2 separate regions of the Zea mays genome follow, and region 1 is linked to region 2. The links are chromatin contacts, called in public Hi-C maps. All regions are on one chromosome and are shown on one strand. Each heading gives the region's core, a stretch centred on a gene start, on an enhancer-like site or on the middle of the called end of the contact. The rest is flanking DNA. Distances are from core to core; before and after follow the strand shown.

Region 1 (6,130 bases), core at 1,944-4,443, 820 kb after region 2:
GCACGATACACAGCTTGGACCTGAAAAGCAGCAGGCAGAACTTCAATAAAAGGGGTAACCTTTATATCTACTCCCTCCGTCCCATAATAAATAAGTTTCTAGAAATTTTCGGACATATTAAGAACATTGGCAAAAGACGCATGCATCCTCATCTCCTTTTCTTTCCTGGAGGAATTTTCTTGGATTTGGCAGTTATCGTCTGCATGCACCTATGATTAGCTTCTGCATTAGGAAACAGTGTTCTATGTTTGTGTAAAATATTATTTATTTTAGGACAAATTATGAACCTTCGACTCTTATTTATTATGGGACAGGGGGTGTACAAAAATGAAATGAACACAAAAAAAAAAACAAACTCAGAAAATAGGCATATTTTTTCTGGTAAAGACATTTGAATAAAGGAGAAACTTGTCACCTGCTCACTAGAAACAACACGAATTGGCCCAATGTTTACAGAAACATATTTCCCTCTTGAAGATAATTTCTGAGATACCCGGCCCTGTTCAAGATACATATGAATAGCAGTGAAACAAATCAAGAGAATGATTGTGAAAAGGAACTGAAAGAATTCATTCTATTTGCTGCAGGCTGTACTTATACAGGCATGAGTTACATGCAAGGGAAGAATTAAAATCCTAGAATGTCCTCTAATCAAGCCTAACCAATACGATGCTACAAATGTAGATTCAGATATGATCTGCTATTAAGGCCAGTAATGACTGAGATTGGAGGGTCAGTAATGGCCGTGAGATTGCCTTTCTAACAGATACAACTACAATCTAACATTGGAATGTCTCTTGGCACAGCTTTTTCCTTCATATCTTCACATAGGAAAGCAAAGTTTCACGAAAGTATTAGTCCTACTGCCATCTAAGAAGCATAAACAACAAATAATTGAAGTGCAAATGATTAGTGTACAGAGTCTACTGAACTTATTAGCGCACAAACCATTTCACGGAAGTATTGGCTCCGCGCAAAGCACTAGCAGTCTAATCACATCTTCTTGTTGATAACTACATGGTTTACAAATAATTATAAGAATGATAAAAACTAACCTTGGGAATTGATTCTTGAAGAACAGATTCAACAGCAACTACCATTGACTGGACAAAATCATCACCTCCAGTGCCAATTGCTGTAAATCCTCTATCTGTGGGGTAGGAATTTACCTGTGAAGCAAAACAGCATAGCTAGTGAGCAATGCCTAAAAAATATAGACTCTACAACTTTTAGGGTTCATTCTAACTTTTAATTGCTATCGACATGCCTGAACCTTGACTTGTGGCTTCTGTGGGATTTCAACTCTAGCCTACCCCAACTTGTTTGGGACTAAAAGGCTTTGTTGTTGTCTGTTGTTGTATTCCAGTTTTTAATTCAAAAAGAATATAGCAGAGATGCACTTTGTTGCACACAAACTGATCAGCAGTAATAATATGATAAAAGGATAGCAAAAATGAAAGGCAGCATGAGATGTTCATGTTCTCAATCACTATTGAGTTTCCCGAAAAAGGTTGAAGGCCATTGATGGTGTAAAATATTGTATCCATAACATACAAAGAATACCACAAATGAGCGTCACAAAGTTAAAAGTCATTCAATTTAGCTTCCCATGACCTACCATTTCCCCAAAACAGAACATGTGATAAATCCTACCTTAATGTTAACAAGCTACTGCTTCCAGAAGAAATATTAGTACAAACAAGAGCTTTTTCAATATATAAAGGACTCTCATTGCATCAGCATTTCTCAAAATTTAGGAGTCACTATTTCGTAGAGTGCCCATTGTAAGTCTATCTTTAGGTAAGTTGTAAAGAAGATGGACAATGAGACACACCTTCTGATCCAGAACAAGCCATTCATCACTTGCATCGTCAGTCACAGTACCACCCATGACCATATTTGTTGTGAGTGCAACCCTTCCTTTAGACCTTGCTATCTCTGGTTTCAGAAAAATAAAAGCCAGTATGAAGTAGAGCATGGAATAAACCCTAGAAGAACTTTTGGCTCAGTGTAAACATGAATCCTTCCATCATGAACACCAGTGTTTTAAAGGCGTCGCCTAGGCGTCCAGACGCTCAAGCAATCTGAGGCGCCTTGCTCGCCTAGGCGTCGCCTAGGCGGCGCCCAGGCGGTGGCCAATTTCTTGTCTCGCCGTACCGCCTTAAGAACCATGATGAACACAAATTTCATGAATGGTGAAGTAGGCATTAGAGCATGGAATAAACCCTAGCAAAACTTTTGGCTCAGTGGAAACATGAAGCCTTCCATCATGAACACAAATTTCATGAATTTGGCAAAGTAGGCACAAACCATACATAGTCCTGCAAGGAGATATGTCACTTTACATCGTTATCATGTTTGTTTTAGATTCTGATTGTGGATTGTACCTTTTACTATCTCAAGCTACAACAATCCACAGGCCAGGTTGCTACAACCCAACAATCTGTGGCGGCAGCTAGTAGATCGTTATGATTCACAAGCTGCTTTTCACAATTTACAAGCTGAAACATGCAGGGCCTTGCATTGACCAATACACCAATTCATCTATGCTATTGAGCGGTTCTATGCTGAGGATTATCCTGATTACCCTATTACACAGTAATATGCAAAGTAAAAATGAATGCGACACTAAAGAACTGTAGCCGAAATTGCGTTGGATAAATCAACCAAGCCATGGAATCATCGCATTTTACTGCTAATTCCAAGCCAAACCAACGGTAAATTACATATCCGAAGTAACCCTCGAACCCATCCATCGCAATAAACCAGCGATTTGGTAGCCCGATGTCTAAAACTATATTATATCCGAGCAAGAAACGACTGAAGCGACTAGCTGAAGCTGCGAATAAGCAAGACGGAATAACTCGTACTAACAAGCAGTGGGGAAGTGGGGTATGACGACTCACTGGATATGGCCTCGAGCACAGCTTCTTGCGGCGGCTGCCCGGGCTCCCCGCCCCCGCCGCCGGAGCAGCAGCGGAGGTGCGGACGGCGGCCACCGCGGGACGCTCTCCAAACAGGTGGCGCCGCGGCCGGGAGGCGGTGTAGCGGGTCGGGGAGGAGCAGGGAGCGGAGGGCAAGTGCGCGGCACGCCATCGCCGCTCCGTCCGTCGTCGTCCTCTTCTTCCGGTCGCCGCGGCCACGAGATTTCGTGGGATTTTTCTCGGTTCGCGTCGGTCTGCTGGATTTCGTTTGCGTGGAGGGCCGACGAGCCGTTATTTCCCCCCCTCTTTTCCCTTCTTTTTTTCCCTATACAATCTTCGGTTCTGCCACCAACAGCTTCACAAGCTGTTAGAAGCTGTATTTTAATCGAACACTAATTTTTAAAAATTAAAAAAACCACGAGTGAAATTCTTTTACGCTCTCAGACAAAAATAGACACTGATATGAAACTGAAAAGTAGCTTTCCACCGTTCTTTACCTCATTTCTTTTAGGCATGCAATGCAACAAGCCATTATAAAGATGTTTTTGTCAAATAACTGTTTCGAAATAGCCTAACTTCACCAAAAAGATGTTTTTGAACTAAACTAAATAGAGCTTTCGTTGTTTGATGCTAGATAGCTCAAGGCTTTTCCCCTTATGTTAAGATTTGAGGGTGAAGGAAGGACGAGTCAGAAATCACATATACAATAAATTGTAGGCAAACTGGCTTATACAGAAGTGGCATCTTATAGTGTGTTTGATTGAATATACAAGGAGAGATGGAAGGAGGCCAGCCATATTTTTTTCCATGATGTTTGGATAAGGGTCACATGAGAGCGTGAACACCGGAGCAATTTTTCCTGACGGCGCGGTCCCAAAAAAACGTGTGACCAAAAAAGAGCTCTTGCGTTGCCTCCCAACTTTATCCTTACCCTACCCCCTCTCATCATTTATCTTGGTGACGGATCTTGGCGGCCGGGAGCCAATGCACGTGGCCGCCATCGTGAGGGTGAGCATAAGCACAAGCGCAGGCGAAGGCGAGCGTCCAGGCGAGCGGCCGACCAAGTGCACATCACCGGCTTGTCGGCTGCCTTCCGGGTACGTGCCACCTGCCTGTGATCTTGCATGGGTTTCGATGCGTGTCACCTTCCTGAAATTTGGTTCCGATATGTGTTTCAGGAACTCCAACCACCGGACCAGCATCGGAACGTCTAAGAACAATCTCCCTGGCACCAGCACAAGAACATCCAAGAACAAGTATGCCCCAATGTAATCCTTATCGTTGTGCTACTAGATCTGGTCATTTTTGCTTCGGTGACAATGGTTATCATTGATTTGTGCCATACTTGGTTTCTTTGATGCTATATGTGGTGCTATTAGAACTGACTCGGGTTGCCTGATGCTACTTGGTTTGTGCCCTAATGTGAAGATAATTGCTAAATGTAAATTAAAAAAGAAATGTTGATAGAATGAATGCCACCTTTTGGTTCGACAAAATCAAACTGATGGCTACTTTTTTGCTGTTCAAATGACTACTTTATGTGTTATGGTTATTTTGTTGTTCAAATGGCTACTTTATGTGTTGTGGTTCTCCTACCAGTTAATTTTATGTGATGTTAACCTACCGGTTATTTTTTCTAATCATTCAAATCTCTTACTAGTATTGTTCTATGCATAATCAGTAACCTAGTAAGAACTAGAGCATAGCCTAGTAGCCTGGTACATTGGACTTTAATCTTGCTGATGTGTTGTAGATGGACAAGGCGACCTAGCTTTTGATTTATGGTGTTGCAGCACACGTGTTGCTGTCCATGATGGCCATGGTTATCGAGTCCAGGAAAAGAAAAAGAGATGGTAGAAGAGTCAGTATTACTTATGGGCCAATGGAGGAAAGGGATAGGATGAGACTTGATTATATTAACACTAAAATATGGATGAGTGATCAACATGTGTGAACATGCTTAGACTTAGTAGATCTACTTTCTTTCGCTTTTGCAAGGGTTTTAGAGATCGGGGTTTACTTGAAGATACAATACACATGTGTGTTGAGGAACAAGTGGCCATGTTTTTGAACACAGTGGGACACAACCTTAGGAATAGGTTGGTGGGAACAAATTATGGTAGATCCGGTGAGACTATGAGCCGTTACTTCAACAAAGTGCTTCATCCTATAGGAGAGCTACAAGCTGAACTTATTAGGCTACCATCATTGGAGACTCCATTCAAAATAGCAGGAAATCCAAGATGGGATCCCTACTTTAAGGTGTGATGTTCATCTATCTAATATTCTACTTCAAGAACTTTCACTATTTAAACCCATAAGGCCCTTAATTGTATTTTGGCTTGTATTGGATAAACATATGATTGCATTGGAGCTATTTGTGGCGGAACCATCCGAATTATTCCAGCTTAAGTGCCCGAGTCACGCCTTGGAGGCAGCAACACACTTAAATCGGAATAACCCGTCAGTCCCTCAGATCTAGTCAGCCACTTACCAAGGATCGAATACCACTAGCTCGCTCGAAGGTGAGGCACCGAGAAATACAATAAAGCATAATACCATAAATTAAGAAAGTATCATTAGTGATTACATTATCGGAGTTTCAGAAATAGTAACTATAATTTTTAATGCAGCGGAAATAACTAACGGAGAAAACCGAGTAACATGATGAAGCTTGGCCATGCTACTCCTCCTGGTCCTCTCCTGCGAAAGCAGCAACCCACTCGACCGTCTATCCCGGTGGCAGGGATGAAGGCCAAGTCACACCAGCAACCAAATCATCCAAGGAGTACCTACAAAAAATTATGCCACAAGCAAGGCTGAGTATACTAATACTCAGCTAGACTTACACGGTGTGAGGAGTCTACTCCTCTACCTCTAGACCATGAAGCTATTTGGCCGAGGGGGTTTGGTTTGCCAAAAACACTAGCCGAGTCTAAAATCAAATTTTAGCTTTGAGGTTCTAGAATAATAATTTAGACTAGATGAATACCTAGCTATCCATTCATGGTAGCAAGCAATTTAGTCAACCAACATCTTTTGCCAGTATCCTCATTTTCACTTGTTACTCAATGCAGTACAATGGATCAAACAGTCTCATTAGCTGCGAGAAGTAGACGATTCGAATCGAGTTTTTAACCTCGCAAGGTCAACCTAAACACATGACATGTAGGGGCACTCCGTCCCCACACATATCAACTGTCCCC
Region 2 (5,558 bases), core at 1,658-4,157:
ACCGGGTCTCTTTCAACCCTTTCCCTCTCTCAAACGGTCACTTAGACCGAGTGAGCTTCTCTTCTTAATCAAACGGAACACAAAGTTCCCGCAAGGATCACCACACAATTGGTGTCTCTTGCCTCGGTTACAATTGAGTTTGATCACAAGAAGAATGAGAAAGAAAAGAAGCGATCCAAGCGCAAGAGCTCAAATGAACACAAATGTCGCTCTCTCTAGTCACTATTTAATTTGGAGTGATTCCGGACTTGGGAGAGGATTTGATCTCTTTGAAGTGTCTAGAATTGAATGCTATAGCTCTTGTAATGTGTTGAAGGTGGAAAACTTGGATGCAATTGAATGTGGGGTGGTTGGGGTATTTATAGCCCCAACCACCAAAATGTGGCCGTTGGAAGGCTGTTGTCGCATGGCGCACCGGACAGTCCGGTGCGCCACCGAACACTGTCCGGTGCGCCAGCCACGTCATCCGGTCGTTAGGGTTCGACCGTTGGAGCTCTGACTGGTGGGGCCTCTGGGCTGTCCGGTGGTGCACCGGACAGGTCCTGTAGACTGTCCGGTGCGCCAACTGCGCGTGCTCTGTCCTCTGCGCGCGCATGCGTGCATTAAATGCGTTGCAGTCGACCGTTGTGCGCGAAGTAGTCGTTGCTCCGCTGGCACACCGGAGAGTCTGGTGTGACACCGAACAGTCCGGTGAATTATAGCGAAGCACCCTTCCATTTTCCCGAAGGTGAGGAGTTCAGCCTTGAGTGCCCTGGTGCACCGGACACTGTCCGGTGGCACACCGGACACTCCGGTGCGCCAGACCAGGGTGCCTTTGGGTTATCTTTTGCTCTCTTTGTTTAAACCCTTTATTGGTTTTTTATTGGCTTATTGTGAACCTTTGGCACCTGTAAAACTTATAGACTAGAGCAAACTAGTTAGTCCAATTATTTGTGTTGGGCAATTCAACCACCAAAATCAATTAGGAAAAAGGTGTAAGCCTATTTCCCTTTCAGCTCCCATACCTTGAAATGGCCGGTTGGGGTGGTATTTATAGGCCCCAACACAATTCTAGTCATTGGAGAAAAGTTGCTGCTCTCTGCGGCACACCAGACAGTCCGGTGGGGTCACCGCGTTGGTCGAACGGTCCGCGATGGCGCAGAGGTCTTCTTCCTCGCGAAGGACCTTAGAACTCGCCCCCAGGGGAGATCCCGTTGAGGAAGAAAGTTCCAAGGCCTGCCCTAGGATCGGCAGGCCACCCGGGGCATCTCTGATCGGCGTAGAGTCGAAGAGAGATGGTTGTGGCAGACCACAAATTGATCTAAACTAAGGCTACACTATGTCTACTCCTAAGACATGAAAGATAATTGCAGGTAAATAGATTGATTCGATTGGATTGTGTTCGGGGGTTCTCAATCGGCCGTACCCCTTTATATTTATATGGGGGAGGTCTGGATATGTTCATAGGTGAGTTCCAATATATCTACACGAATAGGTTAGGATAAACACGCATGTGATAAGTACTCTCGCTCGTGATTATCTGGTCACAGGGCGCGGACCGTCTGGGTCATAGAGCCGGACTGTCCGGTCGTGCCCAGATGAAAATATGGTGCTCAACAGTCTCATTCGTCTGTCTTGTCTTAGTTTTTACTAGCAACACACTATTATAACCTAGCCATTTGAACCCATAACTATCTGGAGTGGTTACCTTTAGATTATCTCTTTAATTGCAACTTTTTTTATCATTTTCTAAAAAATTCTATCATCCTAAATTCCAGCTCTCACAACGGTTCTTTGAATTCGATACACAGTCAACTATATTGTTAATATATTTTAAATTAGATTTTATTTTTGCATACGTATTTGTCATAGTTTTAAAGTGATACATGTTTAATTCGTACGTTAGAGTATTAAATATTTAGAGGGAAGAGAAAACAACCTAGATTAGAGGTGAAAGGATCTGCCTCTAGATTTATGGTGTGTTTGGTTTATGGAGTCACTCTATGCTTTATGATATGATGCATCATAAGTTCATTCCATCAATTTTGATGAAATCAACCTACTTCTCATGTACATACTAATTATTAGCTTACGAGGAATGTGGTGGTGATAGATCATCCCATTCTATTCCACAAACCAAATAAAAATTGAGGAGTGAGAAGAAGATGGATCACTTTATTCCTCAAATCAAACACACTATTGTTTATTAGGGTCAACAGTTCACTTGATTTTGATTCGTACCGGTTTCTACTGCTTGTACAGTATTTTTGTCTCTATGAATTATAGTTGCAACAGTTCAAACATCCGGCTTTAATATGAAGCGATAGCCTTAGGGTGTCTTTGAAGCTTCAGGGACAATCCTGGAGAGTCTTAAGGGGTGTTTAAATGCACTAGAAGTATTAGTTAATTGGCTACAAATTGTTAGTGGAATTAGCTAGCTAACAAATAGCTACCTAACTATTAACTAATTTACCAAAAAATAGCTATTATCTAGGAAGTTTGAATGTCTCAACTAATTTTAGTCATTAACTATTAGCTCTAATGCATTCAAACGTCCCTAAAAGAAGGTGTGGGTTCGGCTCACACCTTCTATCTTTTTTAACCTTACAATACAAACAATAGCCATCTGTTTAAGTTGATTCAACCTCTTGGTAATTTCTCATACAATATTATTCTTTAATTATCACACTAGCATACTATGAGATTTTAAAATTTTAAGGTTCGATCGCATCTATATTAAATTTAATAAAAACAGCTACCTCAGTATCATTAGCATGCACGTCACACAATAAATTGTACTAGCTGGATCCGGTCCGTGCAGGAAGAGAGTACTTGGGCTTTCAGGCGACCTGCCTCGGCCCATACCGGGCTTGGAAAGCGCTCTGGCATCACGCAACGCAACTGTGGCCAAATTACGCTGCTTGATGTCGAGCCTGTGGAGTGGCCCGGAAAGTGGGGTTTCGCCGGCGGGCTGAGAGGAGCGGTAGATTGGTGGCAGCGGCGACCTAGGGTTCCGGTGAGTGCATCCATGGCCTCCGAGGCGGCGCGACGGCGGCAGGAGGTGGCGGTGGAGGGGCAGCGGCACCTGGAGGAGACCATCGCAGCCGCGTTCCAGATCCTCGTATCCATGAACGACGAGCTCTGCAACGCCGGTCTCTGGTCCTCCTCTTCCGTATCGGCAGCAGCAGCTGCTGCCGCTTCCGCTGGCTCCCAGCACCACCAATCGGCTACTCCGCCGCCGCCACACTCTGCGGATTCCGACGCTGCCGACGCAGGGGGCGCACCCGGCCCTGGCGGGTCGCTCGACGAGGCGAGGCACCGCTACAAGTCAGCCGTGGTGGCGCTGCGGGACTCCATCTCTGCTGTGTCGTCCTGCCCTCAGGTGAGAGCTCGATGCAGCTTATGCTCCTGGCGCTTATGCGGAGAAGTGTTTTAGGCGCATTCTTCTGTGACGAAAGATGTCACTTCTGGTGTAAAAATCAGGGCATTGCCATTGCCTTGTAGAGGAGCCCAAAACAATTTCTTATTACGTGGTTGATTTGAGATATTTACAACGGTAACAACTCCAACTCTTGCAATGACATAGTGGCCATTCTTGTGGAGGGCCCAACAAATTTTCGTTTCCAAATCTTACAATTTTTTATTTAGATAGGTCCATATTTGGTGCCACAATTATAAAGATGAAATACTGATGTGAACTTGTGAAGTATGTGGTGCTACATTACGTTTTTTTAGAAAACAACCTTGGTTTGCTAAAAAGAACATCATTGGGGACCTATGATTGACTATTCCCACATTTGATGTCAGTACTCTGTTTTTTCTTTTTCTTTTTGAAGAAACATGATTACTGCATGCCGCATGGATTTAGATACTGTCTCAATCAAGACATTTTTTTGAAGAAACATTTTGGGTATGTTTCAAGTCAAGGCATGTGCCTAGCATCCAGTCAAAATGAAACATTTACCAGTCAAGCCTAACTTACTGGTTGATGAACCTTTTCCCACTGGCCCAACTTATGTCTGCTGCATTTATGCATGTCAAATGCACAGGGATGCTATTGACCAAAGTTTTAAAACGTGTCTGGGGAGAACTAATATGCCCAAGGCTTCTGGACTAAAGAGAAGCGGAAGGCGCCTAAGAAAATGGACGAAGGGAGTAATTATTAAGGACAAAGCCAACTGGTAATATCAACAAACATGGATTTTAATGAACTAGAACTTGCTTTTCACATTGTACATAGAAAATTGTTTATCTAACCTTAATCGGCCATAGCTGTAATTGGTGAAGCCTGATTTTTGCACACTGTTCAAGATAAAATTGGTTTGCCAATGCTAGTTGCATTTGATCTAGGCTTCTTATCCCTCCCACATATGACTTGTCTAAGATCATGCATTCTCCACTTCGTCAGGACATTGGTTCAACAGAATCTGAAGTTGACCAGGCGGAGATTGAGAGATTGGAAGAGCATGCTTCTGCTTTAAGAAAGGTACTAGCCCGTAAATTCTCTAGTTACTTTAATCTATGCTACTATATTATATTAGTCTCAAAGTTTGGACATCTGTTTGAATTATGTTTGTCCATTTGCAAGCCATGGCTTCCTGCTAGCTTCATAAGTAGTTAAATACATTGTGAGAAAATAATGTTTTCTATCTTTGTCTGCATAAAAAGGACTAATTCAGTGTCTTAGGCTCCCACTTGAGTAGGGTCTAGGAAGGGATGAACCGAGGCAAACATGAGATAGCTCTCACCACTACACCAAGCATGTTCTTCCCATCTTTGTCTGCATGGAGGTGTAAAAATACGAGTTAGAGCATTTTGCACCATCTACATGATTTATTTACTGTTTTTTATTTTTAATGCACAAGGACTTCCTTTTTTCAGATTCTGTGTTGCATCTCTGGTTCCTAGAAACTCCCAGCACTTTTTTCAATCGTTGTAGTGATTTGAAGAGTACAGTCACATGTGTCGTTATCAATTTAGTTTTGAATTTCATCTATGGTAGCATCTGGTGTATTTAGAAATCAAAAGAAACATGATTTCTGTCAACTTTTTATATACACTTTTTTTTATCACACTAACTTAACACACATTTGACGAACAATTTTCTTGTCTTTCTAACATTGAGATCTAATAACTGACGCAGGAAATTGAAAGCAAAAACAAGCAAGTAAAGCTCCTCATGGATCAGCTCCGTGACCTAATAACTGACGTAGCCATGTGGCAGAGCCCTTGCTCTGTGTGAAGTGTGAACTGTGAAGTGTCAAAGAGACCCTAGCTGGACGTCTGGTAAAGGCATATTGTGCATGTTGGGTAACTGACTACTTGGCAGTTGGAAGGGAGAAATAGATGGGATATGACTGGGCTTCACGAAAAAAAACATAAAGTTTTCCTCTCTATACCAACTAAAATTGTGTTGGGTCATCGATGCAAATGCACATAGGCTGTAATATGTTGGATATGAATGTTATTTTGGACGAGTGTAGATACGCGTATCCTTTGAAACTTGTCTGATTTTTTACCGTGACGAAATTCCTGTAATGCTTTGAGAATCCTGAATTTCTGTCATATAATGGCTTAAA

What was found. Hi-C and Micro-C count contacts between places; a contact is called where the count stands out from the background.
Region 1: a Hi-C map of leaf shows a contact between it and region 2, with 10 times the contacts expected there. The contact joins the promoter of LOC100191815 here to the promoter of LOC100384016 in region 2. A contact is called at or near these places in 3 of 25 Hi-C or Micro-C datasets (ear, leaf and tassel).

Annotation. Positions count from the first base shown.
Region 1 is chr2:73,454,457-73,460,586 of Zm-B73-REFERENCE-NAM-5.0, forward strand. It overlaps LOC100191815, which reads right to left and starts at 3,194. Exons shown (of 6, transcript NM_001137239.1): 1 at 2,907-3,194; 2 at 1,835-1,938; 3 at 1,056-1,169; 4 at 416-499; 5 at 1-20. The coding sequence starts at 3,096.
Region 2 is chr2:72,633,320-72,638,877 of Zm-B73-REFERENCE-NAM-5.0, forward strand. It overlaps LOC100384016 (Mediator of RNA polymerase II transcription subunit 30), which reads left to right and starts at 2,908. Exons shown (of 3, transcript NM_001176627.1): 1 at 2,908-3,361; 2 at 4,388-4,465; 3 at 5,123-5,478. The coding sequence starts at 3,008. The coding sequence ends at 5,221.